Linked DNA regions of Mus musculus: region 2 is linked to region 1. A link is a contact called in public promoter capture Hi-C data. All regions are on one chromosome and are shown on one strand. The core of a region is the stretch at or near the end of the contact, and the rest is flanking DNA. Distances in the headings are between cores, read along the strand shown. Region 1 holds the start of Adrb3 (adrenergic receptor, beta 3). Region 2 holds the start of Adgra2 (adhesion G protein-coupled receptor A2).

Region 1 (7,429 bases), core at 3,552-6,051:
ATGAGCTTTTGTTACTCGGGAAGGTTCATCCTGACTTACCTGGAGGAGAGACCTTCCTCATTATGTTGCCCTTTGCCCCTCTGATCTCAGCTCATCTCCTTTCCCTAACACAGGCTCCATGGGAAAAGGAGGGAGATGCAGTCTAATCAGAGCAGTATAGCCAAACTACTTCCTTCCGTGGTTCCAGCTTCTTTTTCACCAGAGAGGTTCTGGCCTTGTTTGAGTCTTCCCTCCTATGGAAGAAGGAGAGTCTGGACAAGGGACCCAAACGGCATGACTGATCTGCCCTGTCCCCCGCTGTCTCCACTTCCCACCAGCCAAGCCATAGCTAAAAGGGTGATCAAACATTTCTCTGCCGGAGACAGGATCCCTCTGTGCGCTCTTTTCCACGCTGGCTGGCTTCCCTCTTGCCTTTGAGGAGAGGCTGCTTATTGGACAAAGACCTAAAAATTCCTGCCTGGGATTTAGCCATGGCTGTGACCTTCCCCTGGCCTTAGGAAGAGCGTCTCTGACAGTCACTGCGCTTAGTGATTCTTTAGAGATGAAAGCGAGGATTTTTCTTCCCACTTAGGAATTGAAGGACCAGCTCATTTTTATTTTATTATTTGTATGTCTATTGTGTGTGTGTGTGTGTGTGTGTGTGTGTGTGTCTATATGTGGAGGCCAGATGGATCCCCTGGCAATGAAATCACTTGTAGCTGTGAGTTAACTGGTGTGGGTGCTGGGAACTGAACTCATGTCCCTTGGAAGAGGAACAAGTGCCTTTAACCTCTGAACTAACTAACTAACTCTCTCTCTCTCTCTCTCTCTCTCTCTCTCTCTCGCCCTAGAAGACCAATTCTTGATCCCTTCTTCCATGGATGATCAAGACCTGAAAAGGAAGAACCAGGGCTGAGGTGTAGCTGGGCAGTAGGCTTCCCGCTTTAGCATGCTCACGAGGCCCTGGGTTCCACCCCCAGCGTGCAAATTTAAGTCAAATTAGAAATAAAACATAAGGCACTAGTAGAATGCTCTGTCAACCCATTTCTTGTTGAAAGCCCTTGTCCCAACCTATCCCTTAGACATGAATCTTATGTCCCCTGAAATTAGAACCTCTCACCTTTATGCAGATGTGTGTAGAGTTAGCTTTGCCATGTGTTAAAGGAAACAAAATGTCTTCCATTAGGGCTTCTTTGCAGCTTTGGTTGACTTCCCTGACTTCAGGGAGACCGTGGCCCATTGTTGTCCCAACCAGGACAGAACAGAGGTATTGCTGGCACAGTTTGGCTGGGAATGAGGACACATGCTGGCAAAAGAGCCCATGCCTCCTCTGTCTGTGTGCTAATACCTGTTAGGAATTAGCTTTTGCCACTTGTGAACGTGCCTGGCTTTCTTCCCTGGACCTCAGTATATAACTATATAAGGTGTTGCTAGTGGATTTGATCTTTAATGACTGTTTGAGAGGCGAGTGTGGTACCCTGTAATCTCAGCTACTAATGAAATCTCCTCAGGAAGATGATAAACTCAAGCCCTGCCTAGGTTGCAAAGTGATTCCAAGGCCAAACCTTGGTCACTTAGTGAGACCTGTGTAAAACAAAAGGGCAAAACAAGAGCTGGGGCTAACCTAGCGGTAGAAGCCTCGCCCAGCATGCATAAATCGCCAGCACCATTAGAAAGGAGAAGGGAAACCCATTTAAAGTGTTCTCCCCCCACCCCCAGATTTTTTTAAATACTGAGCCTCAAGTATCCCAGACCAGCATCAAACATGGTGTCTTGTCAAGAATATTCTAAGCTTCAGGTCTGTTACTTTTAGCTCTTGGTTGCTGGGATCTTGGAACCTGTGTTGCCCTGTCCAGTTTATGAAATACTTGATGAGACCCAGAGCCTTGTGACTAGAGTCCTAGCTGTTATTCATAAGTCACTTCAGTATGCTTTGGTTCAAGCCCAAGCACCAAAAAATAGAAAACACACATATATGTACTATACACACTCACCTTTAACATACGTGGTCTTAGACAAGGTACCGGGCCACAGTCACATAAGCCTTCGTGGGTTTCTTACTGCCGTGTCGTGTAAATACATATACAAGCACCCCGTGTCAATGTCCATGGAACCACAGCTTCTGCCTTCTCTCCAGGACAAAACTTCCTACTTTAAGAACTTCTGTCCACCAAGTGGCTGCTGCCTCTGCTCACCACAGATTGCTATTCTTCCAGACACATCCTTGGGGCTTCTAACTTGGGGGTCCACCATCAGCATCTTAGGGGCCCACACTCACTATGATTGCCTCCAAGGGCATAAAACAAAGGTCATGGGGGACTGGGCCTGAGCAACGCTCTCTCTGGGCAATGTATGTGTCTATCCAGAGTTGGACGACCTCTACAGAACAGGCAATGCTAATTCCCGGAGGCCTAGCCATTAGGATGGCTTCCCAGAGGCATCAGGCCACTGGCTTGCAACCCCCAGCTGGCCACCAAAAGTGATAGTGAGGTTGGAAACAGACATATTGTCTGGGGAGAAAAATGGAGCAATGACTTCTAAACGTACAAGTGTATGTATGCCTTATTTATAACAATTCTGTTCATAGAAACAAATACATCTGCAAAAGAATGAAAGGACTAGGGTATTAATTATACACTGCAACATCATCTATGGATAAAGACAGGAAATCAGGTGTCCACTTGTAGATGACTAGTTTTATGTCCATTCATACTAAAAATGGGTATCTTTTGTGTGTTCATCTAGAAGGGTCATAAGTTAAGGTCATATAGTTATGTTAAAACTTAAAAGCACAGGCTGAGATACAGTCATGTGGAAAACAAAGGCAAAAAGAGTATGCTTTTACATCCTGAGTTATCTCTCAATAAAATGTTATTGGAAAGATTAATAAGATCCGATAGCAGTTACTTGTTGAGGAATTGAACCTCGGGATGGAAGTCACTTTCTGTTATCTACATTTTCTATATTGTGATGGTTGAACAAGATGACTACATTGTTTGTTAAAAACTTACAATAAAATTACGAGAGAGAGAGAGAGAGAGAGAGAGAGAGAGAGAGAGAGAGAGAGAGAGAATAATCTCAAAGACCGAAACAGCAAAACAATAGGAGCGGCGAGGAAGGAGGCAGAGTACTTGGGCATGGCTCTGCTGCCTCCCAGGAATGGGGGAGGCACATTTGGGAACAGGGGTCTAGCACATTAATTCTCACAATATTTGGTTACAGGACTAATCATTTGCCACACACCGGTATGTTCTTACAACTGGGGACTCTTGCTCTTTTTCAAAACTATAAACATTTTTGCACATTTTCTTCAAGTAACAGGGCTTGGTCCTTGACTAAAGCAGAGATGGCCCTTGAGTATGTCTTGGGGGAGATATCTTTCCCCAACCTATTCTGATGTCCTGGGGGTAGGGGGGTGGGGTGGGGGGAAGAGCCAAATGGCATGTATTTGTTTTAGAGATTGCTTGCTGAGAATCTTATGACACCCCTTTGCGATAACTGGCAGCGCTCTGGGGTGTTGCAAAACCCTGACTTGGGTGCAATCACCCTGATGACCAGCAAGAAGCCACAGCCAAAGGCAGCCTTCACACCACCCTGGCATGGCTGGGACAGGAGCAGGGGCAGGGGCAGCAGAAGGGAGCTCTGACGGCTGCATCCATGGGACAGGGAAAACCTTTGCTTGAGAGCCCCTGACAGTCCTGCTCATGGGTGAGTGAGCTGCTGAGTCCCTGGGAGCCCAGCTGGCCCTTTTTCCTCAGGGATAATTTTAGGTTCTCTCTTCCCCTTCCAACCTTTCTGACTCCCAACCCCTGGTTCAGCCTCCCGTGGGGATTGCCTGGACCAGTGGCTATAGAGGACACTTTTAAAATATTGAGCTACTCAAAAGAACATGCCAGGGGGGTACCCTGGAGGCATTTTCCACTATATTTGTTTTTTTCTCTCTTTTGCCCCATTGTTTCGGGGTGGAAATGAGACAACTCATGGAGCAGTCTTGACAGGCGTCCCTAACCCTGGTATTACATGTGAAGGCCATCACTTCAGGCTTCTTTATTCGCATCCCAGGAATCATCAAACTCAGGTCCTTCTGCTTGCAAGGCAAGCACTTCACTCATTTAGCCATTTCCCTAACTCCCAGAGGCTTATTTCTAAGCCTTTCATGCCCACATCCAATTTGGAAAAATTTTGACTGGGAGATTGGATGACAGGGTCAGGTCCTATAAGTCTGGGTGAAGGGAGGGGGCTCAGAGGCGCTGATCTTACTGTATAAGAAACTTCAGAGGCATTAAAATACCAGGCTTATCCTTTTATGCACTCCAGATATGCAGTACGAGGGCCCCGGGAGATGGCACAGTAAGTAAGAGTGTTTGTTCTGCAAGCCAGGGGCACTGAGTTCAAATCCCCAGCACCGAAGTGAAGAGGTGGATGTGGCCGCACACACCCACGATGCCAGCCTTGGGAAGCAGAGGCAGGCGAATCTCAAAAGCCCAGACTCCACCGTCCTAGCCAACGCAAAAGCTTTCTGGCCCTGTGAGAGACCCTGTCTCAAGGTAATAAACTGGAAAATAGTAGAGGGAGACACCTGATGCACCCACACGTTCACATGCAGACACATGACTCCCTCGACTCTAGTTTCTTATGAAGAAATCTCCAGCAAGTGGATGAGAACTCTTTACCATGGGGAAGGTGACAAACATTAGCTTTGGATAACTGAGTGTGGCGATAGACCTGTGGTCCTCACCCTTCCTCAGGCTGCGACCCTTTAATACAGTGCCTCATGTTGCAGTGACCCCAATCATAACATTATTTTAGTTGCTACTCCATAATTGTAATTTTACTATTATTCTGACTCGTGATGTAAATATCTGATATGCAGGATATCTATCTGATATGTGAACACGGTGGGGACTGCAAGCCACGGGTTGAGAACCACTGTGCTAGACAGCCTCAAATGCATCCTTTCTCTCTCTGTCTCTCTCTGTCTCTGTCTCTCTCTCTCTCTTTCTGTGCTGGACCTCAAGCATGTTAAGTATGCACTCTACCACCGAGATACACCCCTCCCTCTCCAAAACTCCATCCTCTCATTTTAATGTGTCTATCACTTCAGAATTTGAAGGGACTTTTCTAGAAATTTTCTAGGAGAAAGGTGTGTGGACTGGGCAGTGCAGGAGGAAGATGGAAACCAGAAGCCCTCAGCATCCCAAGCTACACGATGCCATGTCAAACTAGAGTGACTCCTGAAACAAGCGGGTGTCTCCAGTAACTGAAAAGAAGAAGAACTGAAACAGCAGACAGGGACAGAGGGTGAGCGAAATTGAGGAAAGGGAAGGGGACGGATCTCATCAGCTGGGAGAGAAAAGGATGCCAGCCACCTCTGGTTGGTGGCTTCACAAAAAGAGTCTTAGAGTTGGGAATAGTGGCGCACAGATCTGTAATCCCAGCACTGGGGAGGTTGAGGCAGAAGGATCTGGAGGTCCAGACCAATCTGGGCAACATATAGAAAGACTATCTCAAACAATAAGATACCTTAGGGAGAGCATCCAAGCAGAAGAGGGGCTATCTTGGATGGTTTGGGTTGTTCGGTTTTGTTTTGGTTTGTTTCTGGATGGTTGCCTTCCTTGTTGGGTAAAGGATAGGGTGCGGGGGTTTCTCTTCTTTGCAGGGTTGCCTCAGGTTCTGCCAGGAAGGAGCTGCTGAGCTCCAGGAAACCGGTGCTGAGGGAGTGTCAAGACAGGACGCCCCTCTCCACCCTCCAATTCCCACCAGAGGCCTCTCTTGTGACTATTGGACGCTGTTCCTTTAAAAGCAGCCACTCCTCCCGGCAACTAGGGTGTACATGGGGGGTGAGATGGAGGGAAGCTGACAGACTTACCCCAGCAATTAGGGAAGATGGCCCAGGCTGGAAGAGTCGCTCCCAAGCCCTACTGTCCCCTTCCCTAAGCCAGCGGGTCTGGGGAGGAGGGGGAACCTTCCCACCCCAGGCGCCACACGAGATGGCTCCGTGGCCTCACAGAAACGGCTCTCTGGCTTTGTGGTCGGACGCCCCTACCCTGGACCCCAGTGCAGCCAACACCAGTGGGTTGCCAGGAGTACCATGGGCAGCGGCATTGGCTGGGGCATTGCTGGCGCTGGCCACGGTGGGAGGCAACCTGCTGGTAATCATAGCCATCGCCCGCACGCCGAGACTACAGACCATAACCAACGTGTTCGTGACTTCACTGGCCGCAGCTGACTTGGTAGTGGGACTCCTCGTAATGCCACCAGGGGCCACATTGGCGCTGACTGGCCATTGGCCCTTGGGCGAAACTGGTTGCGAACTGTGGACGTCAGTGGACGTGCTCTGTGTAACTGCTAGCATCGAGACCTTGTGCGCCCTGGCTGTGGACCGCTACCTAGCTGTCACCAACCCTTTGCGTTACGGCACGCTGGTTACCAAGCGCCGCGCCCGCGCGGCAGTTGTCCTGGTGTGGATCGTGTCCGCTGCCGTGTCCTTTGCGCCCATCATGAGCCAGTGGTGGCGTGTAGGGGCAGATGCCGAGGCACAGGAATGCCACTCCAATCCGCGCTGCTGTTCCTTTGCCTCCAACATGCCCTATGCGCTGCTCTCCTCCTCCGTCTCCTTCTACCTTCCCCTCCTTGTGATGCTCTTCGTCTATGCTCGAGTGTTCGTTGTGGCTAAGCGCCAACGGCATTTGCTGCGCCGGGAACTGGGCCGCTTCTCGCCCGAGGAGTCTCCGCCGTCTCCGTCGCGCTCTCCGTCCCCTGCCACAGGCGGGACACCCGCGGCACCGGATGGAGTGCCCCCCTGCGGCCGGCGGCCTGCGCGCCTCCTGCCACTCCGGGAACACCGCGCCCTGCGCACCTTAGGTCTCATTATGGGCATCTTCTCTCTGTGCTGGCTGCCCTTCTTCCTGGCCAACGTGCTGCGCGCACTCGCGGGGCCCTCTCTAGTTCCCAGCGGAGTTTTCATCGCCCTGAACTGGCTGGGCTATGCCAACTCCGCCTTCAACCCGGTCATCTACTGCCGCAGCCCGGACTTTCGCGACGCCTTCCGTCGTCTTCTGTGTAGCTACGGTGGCCGTGGACCGGAGGAGCCACGCGCAGTCACCTTCCCAGCCAGCCCTGTTGAAGCCAGGCAGAGTCCACCGCTCAACAGGTAGGGGACACGAGCGGGGGACCGGAGTCTCTGGGTGGGGACGTCTCTGTCTCTATTTTTGAGTTTGGAGATTGGGGGAGGGGAAGATGTAGATGGGGGTGCGGTGTGTGTGTGGGTGGGGGGTGGCCTTTGTCTTGAGAGGACAGAAAAGAGGTAGGAACTAAAACGGGCCCTTTCTCTTCTTGGATCCAATCCCTGGGTCTGAAGCAAAAGGGAGGAAGGGGATAATTGCGCACCTTAGGACCAGGTGACCCCCACAGGCAGTTGCTGCTCTTCCGGCAGGTTTCTGACCTCTCT
Region 2 (7,429 bases), core at 1,387-3,886, 140 kb after region 1:
TAGCAAAACTCCCCACTTATAAGGGGGCTCCCAGTCCTGGAGAGATGGCTCTGTGGGTTAAGAGCACTGACTGCTCTTCCAGAGGACTTGAGCAACCACACGGCCGCTAACAACTGTCTATAGCGCCAAGACCGGCCACCCTCACACAGACATACATGCAGGCAACACCACCCAAACATATAAAATATCAATAAATATGATTTTTAAAAAGTAAGGGGGTTCCATGCTCTTCCTTGGAAGCAGCAGCCCCTTTCCAGCCTTCCTGTCTCATTTCAAGATGAGCTATGACAGTGTGCTTGGACTGAGTCCCCTTCCTACCTTCCACTGAGATCCTAGTTTGATTTTTTTTTTTTTAACTTCAGAGACTGCTGGGTGGCGACCCATCAGGATCATAAATGTGGAAAATTGAGAAAAACATCTGGAGGGAGATTCAGATTCCATTACACTCCAGACTGGTGGGTGACTGGGCTCCCTTGTCCTTTCCAGGGTCCTGCCAGGCTGGGGACCAGTCTCTTTGGAAGGTACTGTAAGCCAGCTAGGTGAATGGCCCAGAGGAGAGAGGAGCCCTTCCTTAGGGAAGGGCTTAAGGCTGGAGCAGGAAGGGCTTAAGCCAAGTCTGCTGCTACTTTGCCACGATATGTTCTCACCAAGAACTGGTCCCGCTCCTCTGAGTGGCGTAGATGGGAATTAGCCGTGGCTGGAAAGCATTAGTGGCCAAATCAGTCTAAGATGTCCTGCAAAACCACTTTTCTATTTTTTCCCCCTCCCTTCCCTTCTGCCTTGACCATGTTAGGATTCCCTAATCCCCACCAACAGACACACAAGAGACAGCTCCCACACATGTGAGTTCGCTGAGCCTCTGGAACATGTGCCCATACACAAATCACCTCCACCCCCAGCCGAGCGAGCGAGCTATCACGGTGCAGCTGTGTGTCACAAACGCTGGCCAGCTATTTCTCACAGCAAAGCACTTTTTTTTTTTCCTCCCTCCTCCAGAACTAAGTAAGCTGGGGAATGCCCAAGTTTTTCAGCACCCTTAAACATCATGACACTCAGACCTACTGTGAACCGCCTTAGCAGCCACTAGGGCTGCAAGCCAGAGCTTGCATCGAGGTGGGAGAGAGAAGAGATCCAGTCTCCACTGCGAGGCACACAGCCCAGCTGGATGGAGAAAATGCAAGCCAGCCGGCCAACATCACAAGCTGACCAGTTGTGTCCTGTCAGGAAGCCAGCTGCCTCTGAACCCGCCACAGGACTTACTGTATTGTTCTGGGTACAATCATGAAACCAGCCCCAGCCCTGGGCGAGGGGTGGTTTGGAGAAAAGGTTCTCTCCAGGGTCAGGATGACAGGGAAGGGGAAGCGGCTTTTAGGCTAGATCCTGAACAGGAAAGCAAGGAGCCGCCGCCGGGGCACGACCCTTAAACCACGTCGCGTGGAACTTGGAGCATATGGTCAGCTCAGGAAACCGCTGGGGTGCGGGAAGCTCTCCGAGTGCGGTTGCCGGGACTTAAGACTCGGGTTAAAGAGCATAGGTGCTCGCGGGCCAGGAAAGCAAGGGTTTAATCAGGCCCCGATTTGAAGGGAGAACTATGGAAGGAGGCCGGGAGGCACGTGCCTCCCTTCAGTCAGGTTTTCCTACCAAATCGTTGAGTAATTAAGTTAATCGATAAACAGCCAAACTATATGCGCAATGGGAGAGAGCCCAAGAGGAGATGGGGCACGGGGTCAGATCAGAAGCGCCTGCATTCCAAGGACAGGCTTAGCGGTCTCAGGCTCCCCTGCCCAAGAAGCCGGGCTGGGAGCAGAGCTCAGCAGGCCCGGGGCGGGGCACCGCAGACTGGGTTATCCCAGTTAGAGGAACCAGGCTAGCTAGCTGAAACCAGCAGGCTCCCTGTCATGCGGGCTCCGAAGCCTCAAAGGTGGTGAGGACCACAGCCACCTAATGGGTCCCTGACACCGATCCCACTCTCACCCAGCTCAGGGCCTCGTAAGGCTGCAACACTAGCCAATCTGGGACAAGGGACACGGAGTGGTCCCTCCACCGTCCACACGCACTTCACCTGTGCAGGTGAGCAGGCTTCCGCGATGCCTCTCGCTCTGGGGCCATACCGGGGTTTCTCTGATCCTAGAACTTCGAGTTTCCCGGTTGTCGCCTGGACTCAGACTTTCCCCAGGCTCTCAAGTGGCAAGATCGTCGCCCCCCCCCCCCCCCCCACTTAAGTCCCACTAATTGACCATACCCGGCACAAACTAAGGTACTCACAAGGTGATGGTGCCGTTTGGCAGAAGGCCGGGATCTGGAGGTTCGGGGAGATCCCCACCGCCGCACACCACCCTCCTTCGAGCCGGGTTGTGGGCGCCGCCACTTAGTCCCTTGGGCCGCTCCCCAGAGCACTTGCAACCGCGGATAGGGACCGGGCAGCCAGGCGCACCCCGAGTTCCAGGAGCCAGGAGCAGAAGACAAGGCAGCAGCGGCAGCAGCAGCAAACGCGCGGGAGGCACCGGCATCCTGCGTCCCCCCGCGCCCATCAACCCATCGCCCCGCGGGGACCTACAGCGCAGGGGCCGGACGGCTCGCCGGCCGGAGGGACCCGGGCGTGCGGGAGGAGTGCTCAGCGGGAGTCCCGGGCGCCCGAGGGCGGGGCGGGGGGCCATGGGCGGAGGCAAGCCTCGGGGTCCCCGCTGCTGCGCTCCGGGGGCATGGCTTGCGAGCACCCGGGCCGGGAGGGACGCGGGCGCCGCTGACAGCGCAGCGCGGGTGGCCCCCGGCGGCGCGGCCGGAGTCTCAGCGCAGCGCTCCGAGCCGACGGAAGCTTGGTCCCTGCGCGTGGCCGGCTCGCCCTGCGCGCGGCTGAGACCTAGCGGATCGTGCCGGGCTCCTGTTGCTGCCGCCGCCGCTGCCGCAGCTCCGTGCCATGGATGGGGGCAGCTAGGCGCCGCTCAGCTCCCGCCGCCAGCCCCCGCCCGCCTCCATCACCGCCTCGTCACTCTGCGAGGCCCTAGCGCCGCCTGATACCCTGCCAGGCGGCTGCCCTCCTTCAAGTGCAAGCCTAGAAGACAGCTTGAGCAGACACCCACTCCTATACCCCATCACCTACCCTGAACCAAGACTGTTGTCCTGTCACGACTCTTTCTACTAGCCAGGACTTTCTCTCTCTACCGCCCAGCTCAGACTTGTAAGGCAACCATCACTTTCCACAAAAAAAAAACGCTCTCTCATCCAGCCTACACCCCTCTTTCTAGGACTTTCGTTGAAGTTCTGGTTTGGCCTGGGAAGTCTGGTGCTCCGGGTTAAGGGGTTGAACTTAGCTCAGGATCTAAGGTTTCTCTTTGGCCCCTGTCGCGATGAGCCGATCTATAAGTTGACTCTCACAGTCCTGTTCCCACCCCTCAGACTTGGATTGAAGCCACAGCAGGAGGGCACAAGACTGAGACAAGGAGGCCATAGATCTTACCCTGTGAGCATTGACCTTGCCCAGCGGGAGGTGCATGTCATTAGGCCAAGGAGAGGTCAAAGGTTAAGGCAGACACTGCCAAAGCTATCCTCCTGTTAACACTGTGTGTGTGTGTGTGTGTGTGTGTGTGTGTGTGTGTGTGTTGGGGCAGGGCAGTAAATGAGTAAGGGGAAAATAAGAGAAGGCCCAGGGATCTATATTAGGGTGTGGGCAGACTCTACCACCAGCCAGGGTATCGCAGTATAGGTTTCAGCCCCCCTCCATGTCTTTTATTAGCTGTTTGACTTGACACAGCATGTAACACCTAGGGGTGTGTAGTCTATTGAGCCTTGCTTGTAAACCGTGGCCAGAGAAGGAGGAAGAAGGGCCAGTCCTAGGTAGGATCTGGCTTTTGACCACTGGGGAGTCAAAGTGCCTATGGACATGACCTCAAAAAAGCAACAGTAACAATGACCAACAGCTAATGCCTGTGGGTGTTAGAGGTGCTGCAGTGCCAACTGAAAAGAAGGTTGGGGTTAGAGGACCCAGGATGCTGCCTCCCAGTTTCCCCAGAAACCATCACTTTTTTTTTTTTTAAATCACTCAGTAGAACCTTTATTGCTATGTAGCGGGAGAACTTCAGGATTGGGGCAGAACCCCTCCTGCTCATGACCCTCCTGTGCCAACAGAGTAACCCCACCTTGGTCCTACTGAGGTGCTCAGTGCCTTTTCTGCCACTGTGGCCTGTGAGCCAGATCTCCCATCTCCTTTCCAGGGAAGTAGCCTCTCTCAGGCCTGATGGCCCCAGCCGCCAGCTTCTTAGCTTTCTTCCCTCATTAGAGTCCCTGGTCAGTCCCTGTTGCAGGTTCTGTTTCCTTGAGCTTCCAAAGATAAATAAATAGTGGTTGCAAATGGAGGAACTGAGAAATGGAATGGACACTCCCAGCAGGAGCCTTAGGCAGGCCTGGTGGAGGCTGCATTCCTCAGGAAAGGGGCCGGTGATGGGCAGAGAGACCAGGCACAGACCAGAGCACTGCCAGGGCCAGAGAGCGGGAAGAGCTGAGGGGCCTCTGACTGAGTCACAGCTTCCCTGTGATTTCCTTTTGCTAAAAGACAAAAGGCTCAGGAGAAAGTCTCTTGTCCCATGCACCCTCTGAGGCTCACAAGTTACAGATGACATTGCCAGGCTGTTGCGGGGAGGTACACTGTAGTGGGCTTGAGTTTCCTGATGGGGACATTTACACAGCACTCCTGTTCGGATGGGCATCATTTTGACTTCTGCGCATCGGCCAGAATGTGGGGTTCACCTCCATTTTGTATCTAGGGAGGAAGAAACTTGAATTTTGAAGTGCAGGGACAGTCATTTTCCTTTGAAATCCTTTCTAAGTGCCCCACAGAGCTGCTTAACACGTTTCCCCAAAGTCATATTCTCCTGCCTATACTTGTGTGGGAGTACAGTTTTTGTGTGTTAAAAGGCTGCAACCTGGTACTCACTTACATTTCCCGATACTTGGAGGACTTACTGTGACTGTGTCTTTTAACACAACCATGGTCTCAGGTACCCAGGTTGGCCTGTGCCTTAGTCAGGGTTTCTGTTACTTCAAGGAAACACCATAACCCAAATGCAAGAAGGGAAGCAAAGGGTTTATTTGGCTTGCACTTCCAGTTCATTGTCCATCACTGGAGGAAGTCAGCACAGGAACTCAAGCGGGGCTGGAACCTGGAGGCAGGAGCTGATGCAGAGGTCACAGAGGGCTGTTGCTTGCTGGTTTGCTTCCCGTGACTTCCTCAGCCTGCCTTACTGAACCCAGGACCACCAGGCCAGGGATGGCACCACCCACACACCATGGGCTGAGCCCTCCCTCGCTGATCACTCATTGAGAAAATGTCTTACAGCTGGATCTCGTGGAGGCATCCTCTCAACCGAGGCTCCCACGTCTCTGATGACTCTGACTTGTGCCAAGTTGACACACAAAGCCAGGCAGACTATCCTGGAACTCACTGTATATAGCTAAGGATGATTTTGAACTCCTGGCCTTCCCACCCATACCTCCCAGGTGCTAGGACTACAGGAGTATGCTTCCTTGCCCAGTTATGCAGTGCTGGTGAGAGATGGTACCCAAGGATTCATGTTTGTGAGGAAAGCAAGCACCTACTGAGTCACAACTCCGTTCTACCCCTTGACCGCCACACCCCAGGCTTCTTTTTTGAGATAGAAGGGCAACTCACACTTCATTCCTATTCTCAGGCAACCTAGTTAAGGAGCCTGACCAAGTACATATATGTTATTGGCAGGGGAATCCCGAGTTGGCCTTGACTGGCCTAGGATATCTGAATTTCTAGCTCAAGAAATGTAAATAAACATTGTATATGTGTGTATGCATTCAATGTATGTAATATGTGTGTATGCTTGTATATGCACTCAATGTATGTAATATATATGTGTGTGTGCCTGTGTATGCATTCAATTGTATGTAATATATGTGTGTGTGCACGCATGCGTGTGGTACTTCTCTTCTCAGCATCATGCCAATGTCATTTGTGTTCAACTTAGGCTTAGATGGTTTGTGAGACAAGAGACTTTGTCCACAGACTTTGTCTGCATCTCTCTCTCTCTCTCTCTCTCTCTCTCTCTCTCTCACACACACACACACACACACACACACACACACACACACACGGGTTGAACCCAGGGCCCTATACATTCTACAAAGCTCTACCGCTGTGTTATACCATTCTCCCTAACTATACTTAATAGACCTTTCAGCAAAAGTTAGGATTATGTACAGATAATGGAGTAGAGTGGCCGACTAAGAGCAGAGATGTTAACCCACCTGCTTCTAGTAAATCAAAGTCCATAAATGTTTGAGAGTTCACGTCATACACTAGTTTACTTCCCTTTCTTTCTTCTTCCTCCTCTTCCTTTATGATAGGTTCCTGATCTGTGGCCTCAGCTAGACTCATACTCTTCTGTAGCCGAGGCTGGCCTTGAACCTCAAAATCTTCCGGTCTCCATATCTTGAGTGCTTGTTTTACAGGCACGTGTCACCCACGCTCTCACTTCTGGCCATAGCAGTAAAGGACATTGGTGGGGTTTAACTAACTTCCATGCCTGGTTTGGCTCACTAATGACTGTACTACTGCAGATGATATAACTTTGTTTGTTCTTTAAGACCAATTAATATTCCACTATGTACATAGTCCACCTTTATCCATTGTAGGCACCTTGGTTCTGGTTTTCTGTAGCACAGCGGGATAACTGTTGCTTATCATAGTCTATGATACAGTTTTGTCTTTTCTTTGTAGTACGTAGGATCAAATATAAGGCTTGCATGTGGTGGGCAAGAACTCTTCCACTTAGCTACATGCTCAGCCTATATAACATATTTCAGAATAGCTGTAAAAGTACCAGTACATAGGAATTATTCATGTGTAAGGAGTACAGAAATGCTTTTAGTTTTTACTTTTGGCTTTTGGAGACAGGATCTTATGTAGCCCAGGCTGGCCTCAAATGACCTTGAATGCCCGATCTTCCTGCTTCCATCTCCCATGTGCTGAGATTACAGGCATGTATCATACCCAGCTCGGGAACTGCTTATTATACTAATTTGACAATTACATATTGAATACAGAAAACAGAATTGTTGCGCTGTTCTGCACAAACACGCACAAACACTATATCTAAAAATTTCTGAGTTTAGCCTGGCAGCATGACTGAACCTCCAGCACTTAGAAGACCCAGAGAGGGGAGACCTCGATATTAATGATGTAATTTTGTTTTTTCTTTAAGACCAAATAATATTCCATTATGTTCAGAGCAGCTCAGAGTGTGCACCAGGAGCTTGTCTCAAAAGAAGAAGAGAGAGGATTTGGCTTGTTAGTCCTCACAGCAGAGGGAAGACAACTGGACTTTTCTTTGTTTTCAAGTTATCTATCAACCATCCATCTATCTGTGTATGTGTATGTGTGTTTCTGTGTGACATATGTATGTGT

Evidence for each region. Capture Hi-C pulls out chosen DNA fragments and counts their contacts.
Region 2: a promoter capture Hi-C map of pancreatic islet shows a contact between it and region 1. The contact joins the promoter of Adgra2 here to the promoter of Adrb3 in region 1. A contact is called at or near these places in 1 of 39 promoter capture datasets (embryonic stem cells), 1 of 484 Hi-C or Micro-C datasets (embryonic stem cells), 3 of 115 datasets of contacts at active chromatin or transcription factors (embryonic stem cells and extraembryonic endoderm stem cells) and 3 of 9 other capture datasets (adipose tissue, liver and pancreatic islet).

What each region holds. Positions count from the first base shown.
Region 1 is chr8:27,226,960-27,234,388 of GRCm38.p6, reverse strand. It overlaps Adrb3 (adrenergic receptor, beta 3), which reads left to right and starts at 4,801. Exons shown (of 4, transcript NM_013462.3): 1 at 4,801-5,280; 2 at 5,639-7,132. The coding sequence starts at 5,970. Gm45470 (a long non-coding RNA gene) reads right to left here and starts at 4,980. Exons shown (of 3, transcript XR_001778544.2): 1 at 40-4,980.
Region 2 is chr8:27,081,048-27,088,476 of GRCm38.p6, reverse strand. It overlaps Adgra2 (adhesion G protein-coupled receptor A2), which reads right to left and starts at 2,636. Exons shown (of 19, transcript NM_054044.2): 1 at 2,266-2,636. The coding sequence starts at 2,531. Gm39151 (a long non-coding RNA gene) reads left to right here. Exons shown (of 3, transcript XR_870285.3): 3 at 1-2,208.